Regions from separate parts of the Mus musculus genome. Here all the other regions are linked to region 1. The links are chromatin contacts, called in public HiChIP or PLAC-seq maps. All regions are on one chromosome and are shown on one strand. The core of a region is the stretch at or near the end of the contact, and the rest is flanking DNA. Distances in the headings are between cores, read along the strand shown. Region 1 holds the start of Atp5g2 (ATP synthase, H+ transporting, mitochondrial F0 complex, subunit C2 (subunit 9)). Region 2 holds the start of Hoxc4 (homeobox C4). Region 3 holds the start of Hoxc6 (homeobox C6). Region 4 holds the start of Aaas (achalasia, adrenocortical insufficiency, alacrimia). Region 5 holds the start of Hoxc9 (homeobox C9).

Region 1 (5,336 bases), core at 993-3,492:
AATTTAGGACATTTTTAGATTTGTATGTATGTTTTGTCCGCATGCACACCTAGTGCCCAAGAAGGTAGGTCAGAGCTGGCACTGAACTCCCTAGAGATGGTTATGAACCATCACACCGGTGCTGGGAACCAAACTTGGGGCCTCTGGAACAGCAGCAGTTGCTCTTAACTTCTGAGCCATCTCTCCAGTCCCTAAACACAAGATCTCTGGTGCCAATATTTTAAACAACTTTTCCAATCATTTTATATTTAAGGTATACAATGGTATGGCCTCAACAACACTAACAGGTTGTCAGTGAGAGAGAAAGGACTGTAACTCTGTAATTTCACTCAGAGGGAGGCCACACTGGAGGTAGAACCTAGGACCTTAGTGCAATCTAGGTAACGTGTCCTACCACCAAGCTACGTCCCCTGCTTTTTCTCTCTGAAGTTTGAATAGCCCATAAACTAAGATGCTCAAAGTATAGGCCTGTTAAACACTACTCCCTTAAGTACACTGGACGCAACCTGTCCAAGGCAGATATGCTACTTGTAAATCCTGAATTTTACTTTTAGACCAATGTTTGTCTTCAGGCTGGCTCTATCTAAAACTTTACTTTTTGCTGGATTCGGTGGAACACATCTATCATCCCAGCACTCAGAAGGCAGAGAGGCAGACAGAGCTCTGTGAATTCTTGGCTACACAGTGCGACCCTGTAACAAACTCCTCCCTTTTGTCTTTATGCAACCTAAACCCAGATTTGATGCCCACCTACTCAGGTTTAATTGAGTCGAAACCCAGTACTTCTTTAAAACTTTTGCAATAGAGGCTTAAGCTGGGTTGATGGCTTAGATGATGGTGCCTGCCACACCCCGTGCGCTGGGTACCTATGGAAGCAGGTGGCCTGAAGCTGACTGGCTTGCAATCAGAGTCGATGAGCTTCAGGTCAGTAAGACATCCTGTCTCGAAAGGTGAGGGTGGAGTGGAAATGCCCCCCACATTAACCTCTCAGCATGCATGCATACATGTCACCATACACGTGAATAAAGGGAGGTCTGAAGTTAGGCATGGTGGTATGTGCAAGTGATCCTAGCACTGGGGAGGCTGATGCAGAAGGATCATAAATTTGAGGTAAACGTGGGTTAGAGTCAAGAAGCCAAAATAAAATGGAAGACGTTTTTCCAAAAACAAGTTTTAACATGGTAACTTATAAAATGTAGTTCTGGCAATACTCTAATTACTGCCCAACCCACTGCTTGCTTGCAGAGAACTCAGTAAACAATTCTTAAAAAAAAAAAAAAGTAGGGGAATTAAATTTAATAGTTTACAAACATATGGAATAGTATAATCTGTTGCTGGTGTGTAATAAACCCAAGCGTATCATTCGGCGAGCCCTTCCAGTGGTCACTTAATATGGGCAAGCCCACACCAGAGCAATGAAACCCTCCACAATGAGAATTCCCCACTTAACCATTCCGTTCCTTAAACCTTCCCACTAGCTGGCAGGTATAAATTCTAAAGCTCGTATTGCTCCCATCTTCTGGGCTTGCTGCCTAACAGAAACCTCCATTTCCACCATTTAAGATTTTATTTCTAACTTCATTAGTATGTCAGGGCCTTCATTAGAGGCAACCAGTTTCTAAGGGAACAGGCCTCGCTCAGGCCTCACTCCTGCCACCTGTGCACAGGCCGGTTAGCCTGTTCTGTTACTCTCTACCACGTTCAGTTTATTTCAAACTGAAGGATGCTGACTAGGGAGATGATGGCTTTGGACGGTGAACTAGCTTGACTGCGCCAGAGGTCCTGAGGTTCAAAGTCTGCAAGCTTCAAAAAAATAAAAAATAAAGGCTATTTTGATTCAGGATGACAAGGGGAGGCAAAGGTAGGAGGGGAGAGTCTGGGGTCATGACAATGGTGAAAGGCGTGTGGGTGAGCGAAGAGCACCCATAAAAGCCTTGGTTCGCGCCCGGAGAGAACACGCTCGCCAGCATCTGCCTTTCGCCGGCCGCAGAGCCCCCAACCCCCGTGAGACACCCAAGATGGCGCCAGGCCCGCGCGGTTAGAGGTCATCGGCACGAGGAAGGGGTAGCCCTCCGCGTGGGGATGCCGGGACCGCGAGGGCTCAGGGACCCGCGTGGGAGCTAGCAAGGTCAGGGCGGCCACGCGTCCTCGCAAGGGGTACTGCTGCGCGCGCCTGCGCGGCACGAAGAGGACGCGAGGCCTCAAGGCCTTACCTGCTCCCAGGGCAGAGAAGACAGAGAGGGGCGGGGGCGCGGGAAGCGCGAGGGAAGGCTCTGCGCATGCGCGGCCGGAGCCAACGAGTCGCTTTTCTCCATGGATAGAGTGGACACAAGCTAGAGGATCGGCCGGGACGCCACAGCTCCCTCTGCCAGGTTGGTGGTGTCTTGGGGGACAAGCACTCCACCTGGCGTCCAACAGGAGAAACTGCAAAAGGAGCCCACCGTGCACGGAAGAGCCGCCAACTCTTGCTGATCTGCAACGTGGTGGAACTGTGGACTGCACAGCATTTTTGGAGTCTTGGACTCGAGTCCCCTTTCCGAGCATGCGCAAAGTTAAGGAAAAAAAAAAAAACCAAAAAACACCCTACCCAGTCTACTCGGAAATTGTTTATAGCATACAGTAGGGATTGGGGTTCAGTGCCTAAAATGTAGCAGGGGAAAATAAAATCACAGAACTCTTGGCTTCTTGTCACCCTCAGGACACTGGCAACGTTGGGTGGGAGATGGGAACTGGCCCAATGCTATTAGCAAAATGCCATGGCAGTTTCTGCTTTAACTTATTTTTATTTTTGTTTTCCCTATCTCGTTGATGAGCAAAGCATGAAAAAAACCCAGCATCTTCGAGTCATAAGACTGGGGGGGTAAACAAGGCCTGATTCTCCCTTTTGTGAGTCCTGGGATCAATTAGGGATAACCGCACCTGTGGCCTGCAGTAGGGGTGCGAAGTCACCCCAGGCGACCAGTTTACCTCCTGTCGGACTTGCTGGGGGGCGAGCTGGAATAAGTAGTCGCCTGCGAGGTGCTCTCCCCAAGCAAGCCCCTACTTTTCTTCACTGCCCTTTCGCCCGTCCCTCCCCCAGTGGCGGTGGGCGGGGGCTTTCCTGCGCTAGTCCTGGAGCAGGCCTTTGTGTACACGCAGGAACGCACGAGCCTAGCAGACGGCTGCAAGGCTGACCCAGCCCCTTAGCCCGGCTGTCCGGTTAGGGTGCTTGGACGCAGCGCGAGAAAGACGGGAAGAGCTCACCAAACCCCCATAAAAAAATAAAAAGAAAGCCGCGGCTGTAAATAAAGGCAAATCCGCCACCCTCTGAGGGGCCGTTTGTCCTCCCCTCCTTGGCCCCGTCCTTCCCGCCACCCCCTCCCGGCCCCCGGCCCCGCGGCGCCCCGGCCCCAAGCTCCTCCATTTAATCGGATTTGGGAGAAGGGGAGGATAAATCACGGCAGCAGCTTTACGGTCCCGGAGGAGAGGCGAGCCGCAGCCAGGCACACCCCGGCCGGCGATAAAAACCGCCGCTGAAAGCCCACGGAGCAATTTCCCGGGACCCCGAGCGACGCCATTACAGGAATGTAATTTTGCCCGGATGAGGCCCCGAGTTTAATTATCCTCGCGGAGGAATTTCAATGCGGCCAATCCATCTTGCAGGCGGGCGGCAGAGGGATTTATATGGGCCCGTTATTTCACACCGATCCTCCATCTGCATTTTTATGGCCCTGAGCTCCTGAAAGGGAGGGAAAGTGTGGGGAGAAATGGAAGAAGAGGGTGGAGGACTCCCCGCCTTTCCTAAACCTTGGATTTCAGCTGGATTAGGATGCTCGCAGGTTCTCCTGAGGTCCCCAAATCTCCCTCCAGTGCCAGTTGTTGACCTGGGCAGGGGCAGAACCGGGATCTTTAGGAAGCAACAGGTATTTTTCCAAGTACTAAGCAGTGTGAGATGCCGTGTGAGAAAAGGCAAACCCGCCACCCTCTGAGGGGCCCAGGCTAGCAGGGCTTAGGAGTTGGTCCCTTGAGGTTCCCTGAACACCCCGCTCCGCCAAAAACTGAATTCTTTGTAGCTCTTAGTTTCATACCCTAAGAGGCACAATCTATAGTTCTTAGGAGCTGCCGCCACCAAATGGTGTTGCAGCTGTTGGTTGCGACAATTTAGAGATCTCGTATATATATCGCTAACAAAATCCCGGAGGAGGATGAATCAGAGAAAGGGCCTGTGAGGAGCTAACCCTGGCTTCTCCTAAAAGTTACTGCAGAGTCTGATAATTCCCTGGCCCGAGTGGTAGGATTTAGTTAGACAAACCTGAGTTCCCAAATCACATGTGACCTTGGGCAAGTTATTTAACCCTTTTAAGTCATTTTTCCCCTCTCCTTTTAAAATTGGGTATAATAACAGCGCTTACCCTGCAGCCTATATTGAGATAATAATGTACATGAAGCTTTTAGCAGAGGGCTTGGTACTCAGTAAAAGTTCAATAATCGCCATAATCATTATCGTTAGTATTATAGTTACGATCACTGCAATTTAATTCTGTCATGCTCCCGTGAGACTGTTTATTGTGAAGGGTCCTTGCACGGTTATCTCCTGAAAGAGATTCAAATATTACAAAACTTTTTCAATCACATAAATCATGCAAAACCAGTTAGTTGACATAGTGATGGGTAATCTGTGAAGCTGAAAATCCTGAGGGCTTCTGCAACAAGGTTTAAAGCAGGAAATTAGACAATAAGAGAGCAGGGGCATGCCAAAAAACTGAATTGAGGCACGTGAGGGAGTGGGGTCTAGGGATATTCTTAACCCTGGGCTTGGGAAGGGTCCTTCTCTCAACAACTAGGGAACCTGCGGTCCTGGGAGGAAAGGGTGTGGAGCGAGAACCATCCCTTCCAATCAGTCCCGGTCTCTTCCGGACCAGGCCATGTAACAAGGTTGGTCTGATTGGCCAGTTTTCCTAATGACTTCTAGTGGCAAATTCTAACTGGTTAGCAGCCTCCCTGCAGTAGAGTGACGGAGAAATGAGATTGATCTTTCCTTTCCTCCGATTGGTTAACAACCCTCAGGGGAACAGAGACCTCTTTTAATTGACCGGTAGGTTAGGAGGAGGTTTGGCATCCCACGTATCGAAATTCCATGAGTTCTTTTCCTCAAAGGTCACCAAGAAAGAATCTTGATTGTCTTGAATATATTTGCCTTTGGCCGGGAGACAGAGTAGTTAAGAGAAGAAAAAAATCAAAATCATACAGGCACAGCTAGCTCTGTTCAATATGAAACCTCAGACAGGAGGATTCACAGGAAGAAACATAAAAGGGACCGACCGAAGGTATAAAAGATGTCAAGTGATGAGATGGAG
Region 2 (5,336 bases), core at 1,635-4,134, 360 kb after region 1:
GTAGTTCACCCTCACCAGCAGCAACTGAGGGGTGGGGAGAGACAGAGAGAAACAGACTAGAGAGACAGGAGGGAGGGAGGAAGAGAGAGAGACACACACACAGAGAGAGACAGAGACAGAGAGAGAGAGGACAGAGACAGAAATGACAGAGACAGAGAGACAGACAGATTGACAGAAACACACACACACACACACACACACAGAGAGAGAGAGAGAGAGAGAGAGAGAGAGAGGACAGAGACAGAAATGACAGAGACAGAGAGACAGATACACAGACAGACTGACAGAAACACACACATACACAGAGAGAGAGAGAGGACAGAGATAGAAATGACAGAGAGAGACAGACACACAGACAGACTGACAGAAACACACACACACACACACACAGAGGACAGAGACAGAAATGACAGAGACAGAGAGACAGACTGACAGAAACACACACATACACACACAGATGACAGACAGAAACACATACACACACACACACACACACACACACACACAGAGAGAGAGAGAGAGAGAGAGAGAGAGAGAGAGAGAGAGAGAATAAAATTTAAAGTCTTCACACAGCTCCCTGCACCAATAGCCTTGTATCTCCATTCCCCTCACTCACAGCCTTTTGCTCCTCTTCCATGCACACAGCTGGTCCTCATACTTAAGGTTCAGGTCCAAATGAGCAAGGATCCTCCAAAAGCTCTGGGAGTTTGGGAGTCTCCTATAAGAGATGGCTGACCACCAGGGAATTCTTGTTTCCTCACCCAGCTACTGGGGGCGGGGGGGGGGGGGGGCGGGCGGGAGGAGGAGTGCTGTCTCTTAGGAAGAGGCTAACTAGGACTAAGTCATGGGTGCCAAGCCCTGGTGAGCCCAGGTTGGGGCTGGGGCTGGGGCCCTAAGCATTAGGCAGGGAAAGCAGCCAGAGGCACAGGCCCAATCTGCATCTTTTGACTTTACTGTGGTTCCTTCCCATTATAGCTCTCAAAGTGAACCCTAATTTGGAAGAGGGGACCCTCTCCCACATCCCAAAGGTGGTGAAAAGAATGTTGGGAATCTTCTCTTTTCAGTATCTCCCTCACGGAGCTTTTTTTTTTTTCTCTCCCTCTTCCCCCTCCTCATTCCCTTAATTGCAGATGTTCTAATTAAACCCTCAAATAGTTGTTATGCTGTTTTAAAAGGTACTTATTCAAGTGTCAACCAGGCTGTGCTGGGAGGAGGCAGCATAGGGCGGCGAATTAAAGGTAGATTGACTAATCACGGCGGCGATCATAATAATAAAATCAGAGGGAAAAAAATCACATTACGACTTTTCGTGGAAAGGAGGGAGCAGGCAGCCAGCGGCCGCCAGCCCTGTGCCGCCGACACAAAGAGTGCGGGCGATTCCGCGAGACTGATTTATGACGTTTTACAGCCCTATAAAAGCTGTAGCGAGGAGGCAAGCGCTCCTACCACCGCTGGCAGATTTAGTCTAATAAATAAAACATAAACAGTTAACTTTATGTGTCACTTTTATTGTTATCAAGTAAAATATAGCCGAGCCCCGGCAAGCTATGATTTTAAACTATAATTGTTATCAAGTACAACAAGGAGACCTGGCTCCCACCCTGGGCTTTCCCCTCTGCTGCCCCCCCCCCCAACTCTGAGTTATAGAAGATCACTTAATTGGAGTCCGATGACGAGGAGGCCACCCTTAGCTAAGGAACCAGTGGCTGGAAAAATAGTCCTTCCTTGCCCCATCTCTCTTCCCTGACTCTGCCACCTCCCGTGAGGATATTCTGTGTGTGTGGGTGACAGAGGGAGGGAGCAGGGCAAGAATAGGCCAGAGACCCCTGCCCTGCCTCCAAAGAGTAGTTACCTCACCTCTTCTTTTTGGAAGGCAGCCTGGAGCTGGCCCTTGGGAATATGTGTTTACATGTAAACACACGTGTTACACGGATATAGTCTCAGATTGGAAGCAAGCAGGCTCTGCCCACACAGGCTTCCCTTGAGGGTAAGACATGGAGGAAAAACTCTCAGGGCCTTGGGTCAGGGCACTGACTCCTGGCAAATGTCTCATCTTTTCTTCTTCTTCTTCTTCTTCTTCTTCTTCTTCTTCTTCTTCTTCTTCTTCTTCTTCTTCTTCTTCTTCTTCTTCTTCCTTCTCCTTCCTCCTCCTCCTCCTTCCTCCTCCTCCTCCTTCCTCCTCCTCCTTCTTTCTCCTCCTTCTTTCTCCTTCTCCTTTCTCTCTCTCTCTCTCTCTCTCTCTCTCTCTCTCTCTCTCTCTCTCTCTCTTTCACCATTCTGGCAGGTGCTGTGAGAAGTCAGAAGGCCAGGGAGCAGGAGTCACACAAGAGTCATCAGTAGTAGATCTCTGCTCTGGGCTCTGGGCTCTGGGGCCTGGGCCGGGAAGGACAGTGGGTAGCAGGGGTGTCAAGATTTCTGAAATCTGCTTTTGCCAACCACTTCCTGTCTTTCTTCAGAGGGGGCTCAAGCCCTAGACTTCCAGAAATGACATCAGGATCATTTGTATCCCGCTGCCTCAACCTGCCTAGTACTGCTGGGACCCTGTCTCCAAGGCCCCTTGGCCAAGAGGGTTGGGTGAGTGTGTATGGGATAGGGGAAATGGACTTGAGGATCCGTGAATGGGGTAGGGCAGTTCAGGCTCTCCAGCCTTCTAAGCTCAACCTCGGCCCCTCCCCATCCAACCTGCACTGAAGCCCTCATTGAACTTCCTCTTCCTGCGAAAGAGGGGCGCTGCCCTGTGACCTACACAGACTGCAACACGATTGCCATAATGGAGACCACTGGAAAGGCACTGGAGCTGAGGCCCACGGGGCCCACTGGAGGCCGGAGAGGAGACTCTGGGCGGGGGCTAGATCACAGCCTCCCGACAGCCCCCAGTGCCCAAACATTGGAGTCGAGCTGGGAGCCACCCATCTTTAGCAAGGAAGGATTGTCAGTCTGGTGGGGTGTGCAATGGTGAGCACCCCAGCTTCTGCCAGCCATCCCCCACCCCCACCCCCAGCAGCAGCAGCACCACCACCACATACACAAAAAATTGGATACATTTTGAATAAAGCGATTCGGTTCCTTATCCGGGGACTGGGTTGCTCGGTGTGATTGGCCGGCGGAGTCACATGGTGAAAGTAACTTTACAGGGTCGCTAGCTAGTAGGAGGGCTTTATGGAGCAGAAAAACGACAAAGCGAGAAAAATTATTTTCCACTCCAGAAATTAATGATCATGAGCTCGTATTTGATGGACTCTAACTACATCGATCCGAAATTTCCTCCATGCGAAGAATATTCGCAAAATAGCTACATCCCTGAACACAGTCCGGAATATTACGGCCGGACCAGGGAATCGGGATTCCAGCATCACCACCAGGAGCTGTACCCACCACCGCCTCCGCGCCCTAGCTACCCTGAGCGTCAGTATAGCTGCACCAGTCTCCAGGGGCCTGGCAATTCGCGAGCCCACGGGCCGGCCCAGGCGGGCCACCACCACCCTGAGAAATCGCAGCCGCTCTGCGAGCCGGCGCCTCTCTCAGGCACCTCTGCCTCCCCGTCCCCAGCCCCGCCAGCCTGCAGCCAGCCAGCCCCTGACCATCCCTCCAGCGCCGCCAGCAAGCAACCCATAGTCTACCCTTGGATGAAAAAAATTCACGTTAGCACGGGTAGGCAACTTTGCTTTTTGCCCCCCTCCCTTTCCCGGCGCTCCCCACCCTCCCTGGCCCCCTCTGGCCCCGTCCTCCTTTCTCTCCTTCCCCCTCTCTCTCCAGGAGCGACTCTGGGTTAGCACAATTGAACTGGATTTACGAGCGAGAATGGGTAATTACATCCCCCATAAATTTTATGGCTTAGCTACTCTGGGCAGTCCGAGCCATGTGCTACGATCTGTTATGTATGTGTGAAAACTATGCTTGCTTTCTAAGGGCGCATAAATAATTCAGTGTCGTTACAATGAGGATTCCCCTCTTATTACACTACAAAGTCTCTAGCTTCCTTCAACTTCTTTATAACCCATTTAGCTTGATGACTTTATTTCCACCACTCCCTCCTGTTCCTCAAAGCTGAGGATGGGGTGAGGGTGGGGGCAGGGAGCCTGCTGCCTCTGAACCCCACTATTTGCTTCCCCTCCCCCTTCCCCAGTGAACCCCAATTATAACGGAGGGGAGCCCAAGCGCTCGAGGACAGCCTACACCCGGCAGCAGGTCCTGGAATTAGAGAAAGAGTTTCATTACAACCGCTACCTGACCCGAAGGAGAAGGATCGAGATCGCCCACTCGCTGTGCCTCTCTGAGAGGCAGATCAAAATCTGGTTCCAAAACCGTCGTATGAAATGGAAGAAGGACCACCGACTCCCCAACACCAAAGTGAGGTCAGCGCCCCCGGCCGGCGCTGCGCCCAGCACCCTCTCGGCAGCCACCCCCGGCACTTCTGAAGACCACTCCCAGAGCGCCACGCCGCCGGAGCAGCAACGGGCAGAGGACATCACCAGGTTATAAGACATAACTTACACCCCTGCCCCCACCCTGTGCTCCGTGCCCCCCTCACACACAAATTGACTCTTATTTATAGAATTTAATATATATATATATATTTTGGTTCTTTTCTCTCTCTTCCTCTTGCCTCCTCCCTTGTCAGTTCCAAACAGACAAAACAGATAAACAAACAAGCCCCTTGCCCTTTTCCCTTGCTGTTAAAGACCCCTTTAAGCATGTGGTGTTGTCTTAGCATGGTACCTGCTGGGTTTTTGTTGTTGTTGTTTTGTTTTGGGTTTTTTGTTTTGTTTTGTTTTGCTTTGCTTTGCTTTTAAGGCCATTGGGGGGGGTATTTATTTTTTAAGAAAAAAAGCTGCAAAAATTATATATTGCAAGGTGTGATGGTCTGGTTTGGGTGAATTTCAGGGGAAATGAGGAAAAGAAAAAGGAAAGGGAGATTTGTAAGTGGAGTCTCATCCTCTCTCCTCCTCCTTTCCCCCCATCTCTTTCCTTAGGCCTTTTGCATTGAAAATGCACCAGGGGAGGTTAGTGAGGGGGGAAGTCATTTTAAGGAGAACAAAGCTATGAAGTTCTTTTGTATTCTTGTGGGGGGGTGGAAGGAGGGGGGAGGACAGCAAACAAAGCTAAATGCATCTGGAGAGCCTCTGGGAGCTGTTCAGTTTGAGGAGCCAAAAGAAAATAAAAATGAACTTTCAGTTCAGAGAGGCAGTCTGTAGGTAGATGCTCCCCCTACCCTCATCGTGGTTATTGTGTTTTTTGGACTGAATTTACTTGATTATTGTAAAACTTGCAATAAAGAATTTTAGTGTTGATGTGAAATGCCCCGTGATCAATAATAAACCAGTGGCTGTGAATTA
Region 3 (5,336 bases), core at 1,634-4,133, 340 kb after region 1:
ATAATTAAAGGTCTAACCAAAGGAAATGGACTTTCTCCCTTTAGGAATAAAAAGGGGCACAGGAAAGTATAGTGAACGTTGTTAACTTCCCCTAAAGTCCTTAGATGGAGGGAAGATATTTGTATTTCTGCTTCCCCTGGTCTCCCCCTTCCAGCATATCTGCCTTTTCCCCAGCAGCTGGTTTCTGTTCATTATAAATCGGCGAGACCTTTCAGGATCTGCCCTCTGTTTAGGAACGTAATAAAACACTTAACTTTTCCGGGCCCCGAGACTTACATTCTGCTCCTCAGGTCGCCCACCCCTGAGCACACCACCTTTAGGCCCCAAAAGAGAATCTCCCCAACTTTGGGGCCCCTTGAATCCCTAGAGGGAAGTACTCCAGGAAACTCAGGCATCCTTGCTAAGGGACTGTAGCACATGACTCCCCCCAAAACCCCTTCATCCCTCCCTCCCCCACACATCCATAAAAAAAATTTTTTTTAAGTATACAAAAGAATCCACACCCATGGAAGGCAAAACTTCATTAAGACATCCTATCTTCCATCATTCAATTTGTTTTACATTGCAACAATTTAATATCTTGAAGGAAGTACCGCTGACATGATTTATCTAGCAATCCCAGCTCTGAAATAGGAAGGGGAATTTACTCTTTCTTGCCATGGCTTCTACACGTTGTTACACTGTTACCCTCAGGGCAGACAGGAGGCTGGGAACTTTGAAAGAGGTTACTGGTGTCCAGGGGGGCACTGGCTTGTTCCCTAGCTCAGCCCAGGATAACCCCCCTCAGTTTTTTCTCCTCCTACCTCTTGCCCTGTAGGGGGACTGGAGCCCCAGCCAGCTGTTGGAAACCTCTGCCCAGGCATGCCATGAATTTGAGCACAGTTGGATTGGAAAGCAAAAAGCAATACACTACTGTTGTGTTTAGGGATAACTGCTATGTTAACCCCCCAGATGAGATTAACTTTTAAAAATCTCTCTCTTATTAGAAACCTTCTCCTCTGCCCTCTTCATCTTGGAAAGAAAATAGTGTAGTCAAAGGGTACTTGTAGCTTCAATAATAACAGGGGTCTTTCTTCTACTCCTCTAAATTCCAATCAGTTTTCCTCCTTTTCAAAGGCAGGGACTGGGTTTTTAAAAGCCAACACAACTTGTCTGGCAGGAAGACTCCTCAACCCCCTAAAGAGGTCCATGTATTAACTAACATTTTGTCTGCACTAGCTCTTACACACTGTCTGCTTTTGGGTTCGAAACTTTATCCCCCACCCCACCCCCTAGTGACACTCCAGGGAAACCTTAGCGTTACAGAAGATGAATAAACGAGTTTTTTTTTCCCCAGCATAGTCCCGTTTATGGCTTTATTGCTACCCATTGATTACTCCGCTTTGTTACACAGAAGGGAAAGATCATAAAACGCGGCAACATCCGGGTTCTTGTTATAGTCAGTCTCAAAAAAAAAATTAGTGAGGGGAAAATATGAGCTTTCACTGCTTCCTGCATGTACCTCACCATCTTCTCTTTGTCAGCTCCAAGCATTTCCAGTCTATGTCGATATCAAATTCTGCTTGGATTAATCAGAGGGAAACCCCAGCTGCACACCTTCTGCTGTTCACTCACTGCAGCTCTCTCTGTCGCTGAAGCATCTACAAAACTGCTATTTCCTAATTCCCTCCTCCCTTTTCTCAGCCTCAAGGTGGGGGAGAAAATGGAGGTAATGGAGACTCCAGTGGTGACTGGCTGAGGCAAGAGACCAAGTGATCCTCAGGAATACCTTTCCTGGGGTCTTCCAGCCTTACAACTCAGGTCCAGGGGCACCTCCTTTGGCAGGGCAGTGAATCCAGAGCAGACAGGGTCTTCTGATCTGAACTGGAGCTTGAGTGTGTTGGGAGGTATCTATTCATTGGAGTACCACCAAATTTCCTCTTTCGGGATGCATCCTATGTGAATTATACCACTGGCCTGGCCTGAGCTGGTTCCAAATCATAAATTCTCACCAACACAAACAGGAGTTGATTTCTTTAAAAAGAATCTCAGTCTCTCTCTCTCTCTCTCTCTCTCTCTCTCTCTCTCTCTCTCTCTCTCTCTCCCCTCTCTCTCTCTCTGTGTGTGTATTATTATAATGCTTTCTTTGAAGTAAAAATATTATAAAAGTTTCCCCAAAAGGTAGGTCCTGGGGAGGAGCACAAGGTTAGGAGGCAAAAGAGAAAAGATGCACACACTTCAGGATCCTCACTGTGCTCTGCAGTCTCATCCACCCCCTGTAGATCTGTTTGTCTCCCACACTGCCTTCCTCTGTGCACCATGTTTCAGGAAATTTCCTTTTCCTTTTGATTTAAAAAAAATATTGGAAAAAAATATGCTGTCTAGTGATGGGGACTCGCTTTATGAGTGTCAAGCCCAGAATATCTTCTAGAATTTCTGGGACCCTCTTTCTACTGGGAAGGATCTCCTCAAATGAAGCACCCAGAATTTAATTTTAGATACAATAGATGAAATGGGTCTGAAAACAAGGATCACTCTGCCACAGCACAGCAAAGTTAGCTGGGGTGGGGAGATTTCCTGGGACTAGACCTTTCCTTCCGCTGGGAACAAGGCCCTGCTCATAGACCTTCACCCCACCCCCAACCAGTTCATATATATGTGTGTGGTGTGTATATATACACACCACATACATATATTCTTAAAAGAAATCTAAGTCTTACTTTCAAAGCACATACTTAGTCTCAACTAGGGAATCAACAGAAGCAGAAGCGATTTTTTTCCCCTTTCTTGACATCTGGCTTGCGATTGGCTGGAAGGGGGTCAGCTGACTTTGTCATTTTGTCTGTCCTGGATTGGAGCCGTCCCTATAACCATCTAGTTCCGAGTACAAACTGGAGACAGAAATAAATATTAAAGAAATCATAGCCCGACCAGGTAAAGGCAAAGGGATGAATTCCTACTTCACTAACCCTTCCTTATCCTGCCACCTCGCCGGGGGCCAGGACGTCCTCCCCAACGTCGCCCTCAATTCCACCGCCTATGATCCAGTGAGGCATTTCTCGACCTATGGAGCAGCCGTAGCTCAGAACCGGATCTACTCGACTCCCTTTTATTCGCCACAGGAGAATGTCGTGTTCAGTTCCAGCCGGGGGCCGTATGACTATGGATCTAATTCCTTTTACCAGGAGAAAGACATGCTCTCAAACTGCAGACAAAACACCTTAGGACATAACACACAGACCTCAATCGCTCAGGATTTTAGTTCTGAGCAGGGCAGGACTGCGCCCCAGGACCAGAAAGCCAGTATCCAGATTTACCCCTGGATGCAGCGAATGAATTCGCACAGTGGTGAGTTTTACAGCTCCGAGATATAAATTAAATAAACTGAACTGGCTTTATGACCGGCTTCCCTAGAAGAACGGGCGGAGAGAGTTTTTTATGGCCCCATAAAAACAATCACGCTCGTCTCCTCGCCGACACCGAGACAGGGCCCCCTCTTCAGCCCCCTCTGCTCGCCTTCCGCGCTGGCTCGCAAGGGCCTGGCCCCCTCGGTCCCTGACGGATTGGAGGGCTCCAAGAGGAGCTGAGGGGGTAGAAACAGGGCAGGGAATGAGGGGAGGGGACAGAAGGTGGAGGAGCCCCCCAAAGTCTAGTTAGGCCGGAGAAAAGGAAGGGAGTTAGGAAAGGGCAAAGAAGTGGGGAGAACTTTCCAGGGATCTAGAGTGTTGGGGAAGGTGGGGGAGCCCAATCCTTGAGAGATGGGGTCCTTATCCCCAGTAGTTGGTACTTTTTTTTTAAAAATCAGCTTTTAGACAGCCAGCTTTCTGCCTGTTTTTGCCCCGCCCCCCAGCTTTCTTTGGGACACACTTCTCCCACCTCGTGGGAGAACTGAATGAAGTTGGGGTTCTGGCTGTCCCCCCAGTGGGGGTGGGGCAGGGCAAAAGGGAGAAAGCTAAAGCCCGAAGGGGCTGCGAGCTGTGGGCCAAGTTGAGAGGGTCTGGACTTTGCTAGACGAAAATGTCTGCAGAGGACGCCTTGCTGATTGTTTTTAGTGTGTTTTGTGCCTGGATCTCTAGGGGTCGGTTACGGAGCGGACCGGAGGCGCGGCCGCCAGATCTACTCTCGGTACCAGACCCTGGAACTGGAGAAGGAATTTCACTTCAACCGCTACCTAACTCGGCGCCGGCGCATCGAGATCGCCAATGCTCTGTGCCTGACCGAGCGACAGATCAAAATCTGGTTCCAGAACCGCCGCATGAAGTGGAAAAAAGAATCTAATCTCACGTCCACACTCTCAGGGGGTGGCGGAGGGGCAACCGCCGACAGCCTGGGAGGAAAAGAGGAAAAGCGAGAAGAGACAGAAGAAGAGAAGCAGAAAGAGTGACCAGGACTGTCCTTGCACCCCTCTCTTCTCCCTTGCTCATCCCAGCTCCCCGAATCACACACTCTGTATTTATCTCTGGCACAATGATGTGTTGTGACTTCCTAAAACAAAACAGGGAGTCAGACGTGGACCTAAAAGTCAGCTTTGGACCCCCTCCCTCACTGCACAACTCTTCACTCGTCTCTTCCTCTAGCTCCCTCGCTAGCTTCTTCCTGGCTTGTCTGCAGGCCCCTTCCCTCGCCTAGGCCTAGGAGACCTGAACCTCGCTTCAGACTCCTCAGATGTCTCTCCAAGTGAGCCCTAGGCTCCCTCCCCACCCCCGACGCCCTTCACCCCCGCCCTCCGGCGCAGAGAGCTGGCTCCAGGGCCTGGGGCCTCCACTCGGGGGCCTCAGGGCCCGGCCTGACAGCCGGAGGGCAGGAGGCCTCAGGAGGGCGCGCCTTGGCCCTGCAACAACCCCCAGGGCCTCTCCCCAGTCCCTGCCCGGTCCCTCTGCCCCAGCAAATGCCCAGTCCAGGCAAATTGTATTTAAAGATTCCTGGGGGTCATTATGGCATATTTCGAACTGTGACCGTTTCTGTGTGAATATTTCTAGCTGTATTTGTGGTCTCTGTATTTATATTTATGTTTAGCACCGTCAGTGTTCCTATCTCATTTAAAAAAGGATTTAAAAAAAAAAGAGGGAAAATAACAAAAAGAGAAAAAAAGTGAATGACGTTTGTTTAGCCAGTAGGAGAAAATAAATAAAGAAATAACCCCCTACGTGTTATCCTCCTGTATAAATCCGACCTCTGGATCCGTTCTCGAATATTTAATAAAACTGATATTATTTTTAAAAGTTTATAATCCGCCTGTCTGCTCTTTCTCCCGCCCGCTGGCTTGCCAGCAGAGCTCTCGCGCGGCCTGCAGCTTGCAAAGCCCCCAGCCCTCCGCACTCGCCTGCCCTGCAGCCAGGCGCTGAGCCTCTGTCTCC
Region 4 (5,336 bases), core at 1,044-3,543, 320 kb before region 1:
TTAAAAAAAAGAAAGAAAGAAAGAAAGAAAGAAAGAAAGAAAGAAAGAAAGAAAGCAAGCTACTTAAGGACTCCTCAGAATAAAAGGTGAAGTAGCCTGAACTCTCAGGATATAAAAGAGAGAAGTTTGAGAAACTTAGGGAGCAGAATACATAGAATGGAGGAATAATTAAGATATCAGTGGGCTGGAGAGATGGCTCAGCGGTTAAGAGCACTGACTGTTCTTCCAAAGGTCCTGAGTTCAAATCCCAGCAACCACATGGTGGCTTACAACCATCTGTAATGACATCTGAAGCCCTCTACTGTGTCTGAAGACAGCTACTGGGTACTTAAATATAAATAATAAATAAATTTTTTTTTAAAAAAGATATCAGTAAGGCTGAGTAATATTTTGAGAAACAGCAAGTAGTAATTATATCAACAAATACATCTATAACATACCAGGCACTGGGCTAGGTGCTTCCATAGGCAATTTAACCATCACCACAATACCACTGCCCAGTTTCTGTTTTGTTTGCTTTTGGTTTGGTTGGTTGGTTTTGAGATAGTCTCATGAAGTCCAGGCTAGCCTCAATTTTGCAATGTAGCCAAGAATAGCCACGTGCTTTTGCTCCTCCTGCCTAGTGTGAGATTACAGACATGTACCAATCATACCTAGTTTTACATGGTGCTAGTTACTGATCTTAGGGCTTCCTGCATGCCAGGCAAGCACTCTGCCAACTGAGCTATACCCCAAGTCCTGTATGTAAAATTTGGATAAAAGGCTATTTGACAACAACTCACAAAGTAACAAGCAAACTCATGAACCCAGGAACATAATTGCCAGGGATTCGTTTTTTTTTTGTTTGTTTGTTTTTTCAAGACAGGGTTTCTCTGTGTAGCCCTGGCTGTCCTGGAACTCACTCTGTAGACCAGGCTGGCCTCGAACTCAGAAATCCGCCCGCCTCTGCCTCCGGAGTGCTGGGATTAAAGGCGTGAGCCACCACGCCCGGCACCAGGGATTCTTTTTACAGATAATGGCAATGATAATAATGGGGATGGCAAACACATCAAGGGATTAATGTGCCAGGAAATGCTTCTATGTGCTTTGTATCTATTTAGTCACCATGGTTTAAAGGGGTTTGGCTTTAGGACAGAGTAATTATGTAACTTTTCCAAACGTACAGTTAAAAAAAAAAAAGATAGCACAGCTTTAATTCTTACATGTCCTACATATTAACGAATCAATTCAACCTTTTCCTAACTTTCCTGAGCTTCAGATAAAAGCAAATGAGGTCGGTGCTGAGAGCAGGTTTGTAAAATCAAGCCAAGCTATTAGGGATAAATGAGGTTTCTGGTACACCCTTGAGTTTTACAATAAAAATGGATCACCTAATATGATTTGTGGTAATATGAAGACACAGACTGCAATAAGCAGCCATTCAAGAGCTGCCCAAAGCAGGCTCGGTAGACCATGGCCTATTTAAGCCACTGTTTGCTATGCCTCACCAAACATTGATGCATCTCTTCCACACTTGCTCACGGTGATGGATGAAGGCAGTTCTTGTACCATGGTCCAGCCTCCCTGGGGCTTTTAGGGGATCCTTGGTCAGGTGTAGGACAGGAAGATTGATCCACTATACCTCAGAAGAGAGGGAGGCAGTCAGTCTCTTCCCCAAATCTTAACAGAACTCCTTGCCATCTCCAACCTATGGCATAAGAGATTCCACGGCCCCATTTCCCATACCCACAAATGTAACACTTGTGGGACAGAAAATTTTCAGTCCTCATCTGCAAACCACAATCGTTTTTCACAGGGTTGACACTAGAGAAGACCTGATGGACGGCATCCATCATCTTCTCTACCCCTCCTAGAACCTCCTCACATGCCTTGGCATGCCTAACTGGGTAACACAGGCCCTAAAATATATTTCGTTCTCTCCAGTCTCCTGTGGGAGTCATGCCGTTCCCAATCACTTGTGAGCGAGCCCCGCCGCGTCGCCTCTATTCCCACTTTCCGCATCCCCACCGCAGCGTTCCCACCCGGACCACCTGGCCCCGAAAGTCGGGAGGCGGGCTCTCATAGCTGTTGCCGGTCACCAGCTCGTTATTGTGCTCATACAGGGTGACTTGACCTCTAGGCGGCGGCGGGGGGAACAACCCCAGGGAGCACATCTTGCCAGTCCGGAGAGCGTCTGGAATCGACAGGCTCCCGGCTGGTGACGACTGCGCTCCCCGGAATCTTAGTTCCCGGGCTAGATTCGTGTGAGGACGGGTAGCCGTACAGGACAAACGACTGCGCGAAGCTGAACGGAAGTGCAAGGAAGAAAGTTCCGAGTCGGGTTTCGGGACGGACTTCCGGGACTTCCTGGCGCGCCCCCTTGCGTACGGAGCGGGCACGACGCTGACACGTCCGAGGACCGACCTGTGGCGTAAGGAGCGCCGCGGTTTGGTTTTGGTTTGTTTCCTGTAAGACTACTGTTTTTTCCAACTCTGAATCCCCAGCAGCGTCTCCCACTCACTTACTTAGTACGGAAAAAGCCCAAAATAAGCCAGGTTTAGGAAAGTACCTAATTAAACTCTCCAACCCCCGTAAATATCCTTGAGGAATATACAGACGATGTCATCCTACCAGTGAGCTTTCCCCGCCCCCCCACCTCCAAAAAAAAAACAAAAAAGACTTTAGAGGACAGTCAGAACGGACTTCACAGGGTAAGGCGTCCTGAAAGAGAGAGACGGACACTGGAAGGACAGTAACTTTTCCCGAGTATATCACTAACAAACGCTTCTATAATCCTTACAATAACCCCAAAAGTGCACCGTTGAACTACCAGTAGCAAAATGACACAGATTGGACCAAAATACACACAAACCAGACATTGGTGGGGCATATTGGCCCAAGGCTGTAATGCCTACAGGATGTGGACAAGAATAAAAGGTTAGTGTAGACTGCGTAGCAAGCCCCTGCCTCCAAATACCGTTGACTCCGATCTGTAATCCCAGCATTGGGAGGTACAGGCAGGAGGATCACTGAATGTCCACTCCATAGTTCTCTTCCAACTTGAGATACATACCACCCTGACTTTGTCTTATTTAGGCTTTGTTGTTTGTTTGTTTGTTTGTTTTAAGATTTGTTTTATTTATATGAGTACACTCTCATGGTTTTCAGACACACCAGAAGAGGGTATCTGATTCCATTACAGATGGTTGTGAGCCACCATGTGGTTGCTGGGAATTGAACTCAGGACTTCTAGAAGAGCAGTCAGTGCTCTTAACTGCTGAGCCATCTCTCCAGCCCTAGGCTTTATTTTGAGGCAGGGTATGGCTATGTTGCTCTGGCTAGCACGGAACTTGCTATGTAGACATGACTGACCTTGAATTCATAGAGATTCATACCTCTATCTCCCAAGAGTGCTGAGATTAAAGATCTACCACCATGCTCTCCTGAGACCTTTTCTGAAACTGAAGGGGTTGGGGGGGGGGCTAGAACTACAGAGAGATGTTTAGATGGTTTAATTCTAACTTAATTCAATTGTGAGCTCAAAATCTGAATAGACAAATGGGAGGGAAGTGTGGGATGGTGAGACTCACAGGAACGGTATTAGCCTTTCCCTGCTATTGCTATCTCTCTGCTTCCTGGCCATTATGAATAAGCAAACTCTTCCACCTGCTCCTGAATCTATGATGCTCTGCCTCACCTGACACCCAAAGAAATGGACTCACCTAGCCTTTAATTGAAACTGACTCTGAGCCTGACCCTCCTCCTCGAGAGCACTTTTGTCACTGGGCATGGTGGTGCATGCACACCTGTAGTACTATACAGGGAGTATAAGGGGCTTTTAAAAATATTTTTTTAATTTGTGTTTTGCCTGTATGCACCTATGTGCACCACATGCATGCAGTGTCCACAGCAGCCAGTAAAGGGCGCTGGACTCCCCTGGAACAGGAGTTACAGATGGTTCTGAATCATCATGTAGATTTGGGGAACAGAACCAGGATCCTCTGCAAGAACAGTAACTGCTCTTAGCCACTGAGCCATCTCTCTGGCCCCCAAATAACTTTTTGCTTTGTTTTGTTTTTCAATAGAAGGATTCTCTGTGTAGCCCTGTCTGTCCTAGAATTCACTCCATAGGTACCCCAGTCTGGCCTCAAAACTCAGAGTTCCATCTTCCTCTGCCTCCCAAGTACAGGGATTAAAGGTGCCACCACTGCCACCATCACCTGGCTCTTAGTTTGGTTTTCATTTCCCAATAAATTAACTCTTTAAAAAGAAAAACTAAACGTATTAGCCTGGCCTAATGGTACATGCTTTTAGTCCCAGCACTCAGGAAGCCGAAATGGGTGGATCACTGTGAATTCAGAGCTATCCTGGTCTAACATAGGAAGCTACAGGCCAGTCAGGGATATATAGTGAGATGGTGTCTCAAAAACAAACAAACAAGCACAAACCACACTATGTCTAGAGACACAAATTCAGGGACATCCTCTGAAGCATAGTTCACACTATGTCTCAGCTACATAAGATCTTGTCTTTAAAAAGAAATGTGGAAGATGGACCTAAAACTGGAGCGTAAAGAATGGGAGGTGTGGCAATTATGCACTTGATTAATTTTAGTTTTGTATTTTTGAGACAGGCTGAGGGTGACTTCTAATTTGCCGGAATCCTCCTGCCTCATCTCCTGAGTGCTGAGAATTACAAACAGTGGTGAATAGTTAACCTCGATTGTCATTCATCTGGTACACAGCGAACCTGAGAGACTAGGCCTGTCTGAAAAAAAGAAAAAAGAAAAGAAAGGGAAAGAGAGAGAGAGAGAGAGAGAGAGAGAGAGAGAGAGAGAGAGGAAGGAAGGAATGAAGGAAGAAAGGAAGGAAGGGAGGGAGGGAGGGAGGGAGGGAGGAAGGAAGGAAGGAAGGAAGGAAGAACTCAAAGCTGTATGTAGGCTCAGGCCCCACACCCCCAGTCTCACTGAAGAATGTGGGTTTTTTTGGTGGGTTTTTTTTTTTTTTTTTTTTTGGTTTTTTCGAGACAGGGTTTCTCTGTGTAGCCCTGGCTGTCCTGGAACTCACTTTGTAGACCAGGCTGGCCTCGAACTCAGAAATCCTCCTGCCTCTGCCTCCCAAGTGCTGGGATTAAAGGTGTGTGCCACCATGCCCGGCCTCACTGAAGAATGTAAGGGCAATGGCAGAAATAGTTTCTTGTGCCCTGAACTTCTGTGTCTGCCTCTCCTTTCTATCTAGAAGGACCTTACAGAGAAGCTCCCAGGTCAGAAGACAGAGACATCCGGACGAAGCCTGCAGGTTCTCTTCATCTGAGGTGAGGTTGGCCTCAATTTCCCTTTGCTCTGTTTCGCTGAGCTG
Region 5 (5,336 bases), core at 1,244-3,743, 310 kb after region 1:
TTTTGTATTCTCAACATGGTGTCTTAGAAGAAAAGAATGTGACTTTAAATTCATGACAAGTGTATAGGTCTCTGTTTCTATCTGTCCTTTCTAGGTTTTTTGAAATCTCTCTCTCTCTCTCTCTCTCTCTCTCTCTCTCTCTCTGTGTGTGTGTGTGTGTGTGTGTGTGTGTGTGTGTGTGTGTGTGTGTGTGTGTGTGTGTGAAATTCATTTTGACTTCTGTGGATATTGGAAAAGAAGATGTGAATAGACCCCCCCCTTCCCAGCTGAATTGTCGGTCCTAGCTGTTCTCCATCCCTTTGTGTGAAGAAAAGTATTTAAATCTCTATGGCTCCCAGGGAAATGAGGAGGTTTCCAGAAAGACGGGCCAGTTGGTGAAGGAAGATATGTATAAGGGAATCCCCTGGTTTGGGAGCCCATATAGTCTCTAACTTCAGAGTCTCTGAGGCACACAGCCAGTTTGGGTAAGGGGAGCCTCAGGCTGGAGCAAGGTGTTCAAGAGCTCTTGGCTTAGAGAAATGGCCCTGATGAACCGAAATTTATCAATACAGGGCTTCTGTGCCTTGAGTCACTTTGCCCCTATTTCCATTTCAAAGATGATGGATTTAAAGGAGGTGGCCACAGAGTCAGGGGTCAGGGCAGTCTTCTCCCTAGATCTGGAGAAGTGGAGCAAGGTCTCATAGGGCCAAGGTGAGGACCAGTCTGATGGTCAGAGTCCACCCTGGGGGCCCTGGGACTGTGGATCATGGCTAAGGCGATGGTAATTATTTATTCGCTTCGCTGGAAGGGAGTGTTCAGAAGGAACAGCGTGAAAAGGAGGGAAAAAATTATCTCTCTCATCTGAGGATATTAAGATGGATTTTTATTTCTTAAAGGACCCTCCCCGCCGAGAGCACATAAGCGTAAACTTAATATATGCTCCGCAGCCCAACTCTAGAAATCGCAATAAAAGTTAAAACCTCCCCTACTGGTTTTTTTTAATTATGATATGGGGAAGGGGAGCAGGATTTATAGAGCTGAACTCTCGGCGCGTGTTTGAGACTTGCGGGAGAAGGAGGAAAAGGCAAGAGCTCGCCAAGGAGAGCCCTGATCTCTGAGATGTCTCGCCGGCAGTGGGGGCTTAGGCTCAGCCCAGCTAATCCGCTGTGGTCTCTCTGGGACCTCACCCCAGCAGTCGGCCTTGCTTCGGCTCACTTGCTGGAAGATGCAGCCCTTCTTGAGAACAGGTGACGTGAAGGCGGCAAACGGGGATAGGGGAAGTATAAATGGGAAGACTAGCGCACAGAGCTTTGTGTGGGTCCTTGCTGGGGACGAGGTTAGCCCAAGTGTAGCTCAGCGGATGGCTGGACTCCGAAGGGTGTCCGGGCAGGGCACAAGAGCAGGGACAAGGTGGATTGTGTGTGAACATCGACCACAGACTGAGTAGAGTGGACTCCTGGTCTGTGGTCAGCGGCGAGCCAGGCAACCGGATGTTGAGTCTGTAGGAAGGACCTTGAGGTCTGTTGGGTGTTTGGGCTGCCGGGGGCGCGGCAACCAGGGGTATTGAGGGAGTGTGTTGTGCGCGGGGCGCGGCGGTCAGCTTGGGCGAGGCTGTAGGCCCCGCACATCTCTGCGGCTGATGGGCTGTGTCCGGGAAGACTAAACTAGGGTCGAACCAATGATTAGAGCATGAAAATAAATGCAGTTATGTGTTCCCACCTCCCCGTATACGCAGTTCTTTTTTTCTTTTCTTTCTTTCTTTTCTTTTTTTTTTCCTTTCGGAGATACCTGGATATGGTCCAGAGCAGGTTGTCCGCGGGAGGGCCCCGCGAGCGGCAGCGTGCGAGGGAGGGAGGGAGGGCGAAGGAGGGAGGGAGGGAAGGAGGGCGGGTGGCGGCGGCTGCGGTGGCCAGGGCTTCCCTCCCTGGGCGGGAGGCTGCTGCCCTGCCTCTGTGGCCGTGGGGAGCCAAGAAGCAGGTAAAGGAGGCTTTCTGAGGCGGTATTGCACCAAGCCCAAGGTACCAAGTCTTCCGGGCCTCTGCTTAAGGTTCTGGCGGGAGAGAAGGTAGGGAGATCGGCGCCCACCAGGCCTGGAAAGGAGGCCTCGGGATGTTCAACCTGTGTATGATTTCAGTCTCACACTCATGTTGTGGTCTGTCTGCATTGGGAGACGCCGCTTGCCTGTCTGTCTGAGACTTCCCAAACCCGGGCACTCCTTCCAAAGGCTCAGAAAAATTCGTCGTCGGAATGTGTACTTTCATTCATTGGATTCTCTGAAACTCGGCAGGGCTGGCTACGACAACCCAGGTTGGGAGGGAGCATTCTTCCTCTTTTCTGGATGTGTAGTCCTTTGGCTCCTTGGTCACAGGCTGAGTTTTCCGGTTCTAGGTTCGCGGGTCGCCCTGATGTTTGAAGCTAGACAGCTCCAGTCGGTTAGGGAGGGCGGGGAGGGACCCGCGGCTGTGGCTCCTTAATTGTACTTCGAGCCCTTATTGTCTCTCCTTTCGCCACCTCCGCTTCCTCAGTCTGGGCTCCAAAGTCACTGCAAATTTCCTTGCGATACATACATCACACAAAAGATCAGGTAACAACGCGCTCAGAGCCATTGAATCAGAGCACAGGGCAACCCTGGTTCTGGGGAGGCTACCTCTCCAGTCACTCCCCAGGCTGGAAAAACAGACTGTGTTGGGGGAGCCGGAAATAACCCCGTTTGCTGCGGAGCGGCAGGGCGGGGGCGCCGGCGCAAAGGCAGGCCGGGCAGGCCATGGCGTTGAGAGGGCCACGTTCACAGGCCCTGGGGGTTTCACGCTTGCGGAGCTTGGGGGCCTGGCTCTTGGTGTGGTGGCAGGGATCCCAGATACCCACCTTGGGTGGGGGTAGCACGCAGTTCTCCTCGCAGCAAGCAGGAGAACTCAGTTTCTGCTTCCAGCTCAGGCCTTAGCTAGGAGGAGTTGTGTGTGGGTGTGTTTTTCCCAACAAAGAGGGATCAGGAGAGATGGGGGGGGAACTAGAAGGGAACCAGGGAGGGGGGCGGGGAAGGCGAGAGGGCAGCGGAGGGACGAAATGAGCCCATTTCAGGGGGAGAAGGAAAATGAAAGCAAACGGAGTAGGGCCTCCTCGGTTCAGGGAGGGTGCTGAGGAGCAGAGAGCGGGCTCTCTGCCTGCGGCGGCCGGGATGGCCCGCTGGGGGCACAGAAGAAAGCCTGTTTTAAATTTAATCCGAACTTGACGGTGTGGATTGAACCGGAGGGAATTTAAATCATTAAAAGGGAGACACGCGGTAGGGGGAGGGAGGAGGATGACTCTAACCTATCTGTTTGTCTGTCCTTCCCACAGTGCTAGCTTGGCTGTTTTCTCAGTTGCCCAGGTTTGAGGTGATAGAGGTTTGCCCATCCCCCTTCAGGGGACTCCTCTCCTGTGCCCACTGGAATCTGTTGGGGGTGTAAGGTGAATACAGAATAGTCAGCTAGAACTGGGCTTTCTTCCTCCCTTTCCAGCAGTGACTCCCAGTTTCCTCAAGTCTCTCAGGTTGCCCCATTGATGCTAAGAACAATTGAAAGGAGTTGGGTAAATGAGAGAAAGTCTTAGAATAAAATAGGAGATTCAGTGGGAGTAACTGAATCCCCAAGATGAGACCTTGCTTCTTCGCATCCATGTCTTTGCCCTCCATATCTACAAGCCTAGATTTAGGGAAAACTTGAAAGTCCACTTCACAGTCCTGACCTGCTAGCTTTTAAATGTGAAACATGAGAGTCACAACCTATATGAAGGACCTGGGCCTAGTGTCCTCTGGACTCCCAGTCTCTTATCAGACCCCTTCCTTTAGGCTACCTCTTTCTAGGAGGCATAATAGAATGGGACATTGGTAAGGAGGGGCCTGTGGGCAAGGCCTGCTTTCTGGTCCACAGCTGTGCTGACTTCTGAGTGGGGAGGGTCTAGAGTTCTTGCTTCCAAAAGGAAGGAAAGGCAACAGTCTCTCTCCTGCTTCCTGGGGGATTTGAGGACAGCAGGAATCCCTGTATGGTACCCCTGACTACCCAGCTGCCACAGCCTCTGCAGGGTAGGCAAGCTGGGAGTGCAGGCTGCCCAGGAGTTGAAAAGAAGGCAGTGTTCAAAAGGAGAAGGGGAGAAGAGACTCTCATTACAGTCAAGATGCCTATAAGAAGAGCTTTTCCAAATAGAAGAGGGTCCTTAAGGACTTCTGTTTCAGAACGTTGAGGTAAAGGCAGACAGGCCCTGTTGTATAGTGAAGATGCAGAGAAAGAGCAGGCATGATGTTTCCTTCCTCTTCTATTTCTTCCTCTTTCACTAGAATGTAGCTCAGCCCCCAGCAGCCAGAGTGACTGCTAGGCTAATATCAGATTCGGTGTCCCAGAGGCCTAGTATACCCACCGGAGCAGGTCTCCCAGAGGGGATGGAAAGGAGGCCTCTTACTCCTTTGTGTCCAGACAGAAGTGGCCGCCGCGCCGGAGCGGTCCCGCGGCAAAGCACCGGACTGCACAATGCCATGGCTGCTCCTCCAGCCTGTGCCCTGCCCCGTTCTGCCTGCCTCTCATTGCCTGACTCTCCTTTGCTTTTTGAAAGTCTTCCTTTCCTGCTCTTAAGTCTCTTTATCTTGCCTGCTTTCTTTCCTTTAATTCTTATCTTTTTCTTCCTCTCTACTCTAGCCCTTCTTTTCTATTTTTCCTTCCTTCAGCCTAGTGACCTGTTTAAATTGGTCTCAAGCTCTGTCCCTTGATATCCTCTTGGTCTCAGTCTGGCCCCGGGCCCCATGAAGACTAAATGTCTGTGCTCCTTGCTGGCAGCAACTGCCCATGAGCCAGGCTAGGTCCCCAGGCACCCATGCTTGGGGGAGGTGCTGACTAAGCTGGGGGGGGGGAGGGTTGAAGAAGAAAGCCTCTGCAGCAGGACTGGAACCTCCTATCTGTTCTTTGAACTAGTGAGGGAGATTTTTTTTGATTGACAGCTAACCTGACTATATTAAGGGCAAAGAAATGTTCTGTTTCTTATTGTAATTTGGATTTTCCAAATTACAGTCCAGACATAAGGAGAAGGCAGTGAGAGCTGAGGTGAATTAATCTGAGTGCTTCTTCCTAACCAAACACTTCCTTGTACACACACACACACACACACACACACACACACACACACACACACACCTCAAAAAACCTCAGCCCTGATAAACCGAAGAAAAGAGAAGAACCAGAGGAGGGGGACATAGAGGTTGGGGAGGGCTCCTGTGGTTCTTGAGTCTCTCCTAAATACTGCAGTTGTACCCTCTCCCCAACATTTATTGCCCCCCCCCAACACAGACACACACACCATCCTCTCTAGCACTTCCCTACCTTGGAAGAAAG

What was found. HiChIP or PLAC-seq counts read pairs in DNA pulled down with a chosen protein or histone mark.
Region 2: an H3K27ac HiChIP or PLAC-seq map of embryonic stem cells shows a contact between it and region 1, with 9 read pairs. The contact joins the promoter of Hoxc4 here to the promoter of Atp5g2 in region 1. A contact is called at or near these places in 3 of 115 datasets of contacts at active chromatin or transcription factors (embryonic stem cells and epiblast stem cells).
Region 3: a contact with region 1 is called in an RNA polymerase II HiChIP or PLAC-seq map of embryonic stem cells, with 9 read pairs. The contact joins the promoter of Hoxc6 here to the promoter of Atp5g2 in region 1. A contact is called at or near these places in 9 of 39 promoter capture datasets (the 3T3-L1 cell line, cranial neural crest, embryonic stem cells and 4 more) and 2 of 115 datasets of contacts at active chromatin or transcription factors (embryonic stem cells and epiblast stem cells).
Region 4: a contact with region 1 is called in a CTCF HiChIP or PLAC-seq map of embryonic stem cells, with 7 times the contacts expected there. The contact joins the promoter of Aaas here to the promoter of Atp5g2 in region 1. A contact is called at or near these places in 2 of 39 promoter capture datasets (embryonic stem cells and pre-B cells), 1 of 15 datasets of contacts at CTCF or cohesin (embryonic stem cells), 5 of 484 Hi-C or Micro-C datasets (differentiating embryonic stem cells and embryonic stem cells), 2 of 115 datasets of contacts at active chromatin or transcription factors (both in embryonic stem cells) and 1 of 9 other capture datasets (embryonic stem cells).
Region 5: a contact with region 1 is called in an H3K27ac HiChIP or PLAC-seq map of extraembryonic endoderm stem cells, with 2.6 times the contacts expected there. The contact joins the promoter of Hoxc9 here to the promoter of Atp5g2 in region 1. A contact is called at or near these places in 10 of 39 promoter capture datasets (the 3T3-L1 cell line, the C10 cell line, cranial neural crest and 5 more), 1 of 15 datasets of contacts at CTCF or cohesin (the NIH/3T3 cell line), 2 of 484 Hi-C or Micro-C datasets (the G1E-ER4 cell line and liver), 5 of 115 datasets of contacts at active chromatin or transcription factors (embryonic forebrain, embryonic hindbrain, extraembryonic endoderm stem cells and 2 more) and 1 of 9 other capture datasets (adipose tissue).

What each region holds. Positions count from the first base shown.
Region 1 is chr15:102,668,805-102,674,140 of GRCm38.p6, forward strand. Atp5g2 (ATP synthase, H+ transporting, mitochondrial F0 complex, subunit C2 (subunit 9)) reads right to left here and starts at 2,243. Exons shown (of 5, transcript NM_026468.2): 1 at 2,214-2,243. Mir688 (microRNA 688) reads right to left here and starts at 3,062; the gene lies at 2,988-3,062.
Region 2 is chr15:103,031,511-103,036,846 of GRCm38.p6, forward strand. Hoxc4 (homeobox C4) reads left to right here and starts at 2,885. Exons shown (of 2, transcript NM_013553.2): 1 at 2,885-3,651; 2 at 4,127-5,336. The coding sequence starts at 3,213. The coding sequence ends at 4,482. All of the region lies in intron 2 of Gm30528 (a long non-coding RNA gene), which reads right to left.
Region 3 is chr15:103,006,679-103,012,014 of GRCm38.p6, forward strand. It overlaps Hoxc6 (homeobox C6), which reads left to right and starts at 2,884. Exons shown (of 2, transcript NM_010465.2): 1 at 2,884-3,327; 2 at 4,056-5,203. The coding sequence starts at 2,928. The coding sequence ends at 4,363.
Region 4 is chr15:102,348,466-102,353,801 of GRCm38.p6, forward strand. Aaas (achalasia, adrenocortical insufficiency, alacrimia) reads right to left here and starts at 2,294. Exons shown (of 16, transcript NM_153416.2): 1 at 2,031-2,294; 2 at 1,488-1,615. The coding sequence starts at 2,153. Gm36246 (predicted gene, 36246) reads left to right here and starts at 2,362. Exons shown (of 3, transcript NR_155425.1): 1 at 2,362-2,447; 2 at 5,217-5,292.
Region 5 is chr15:102,974,539-102,979,874 of GRCm38.p6, forward strand. It overlaps Hoxc9 (homeobox C9), which reads left to right and starts at 2,494. Exons shown (of 3, transcript NM_008272.3): 1 at 2,494-2,563.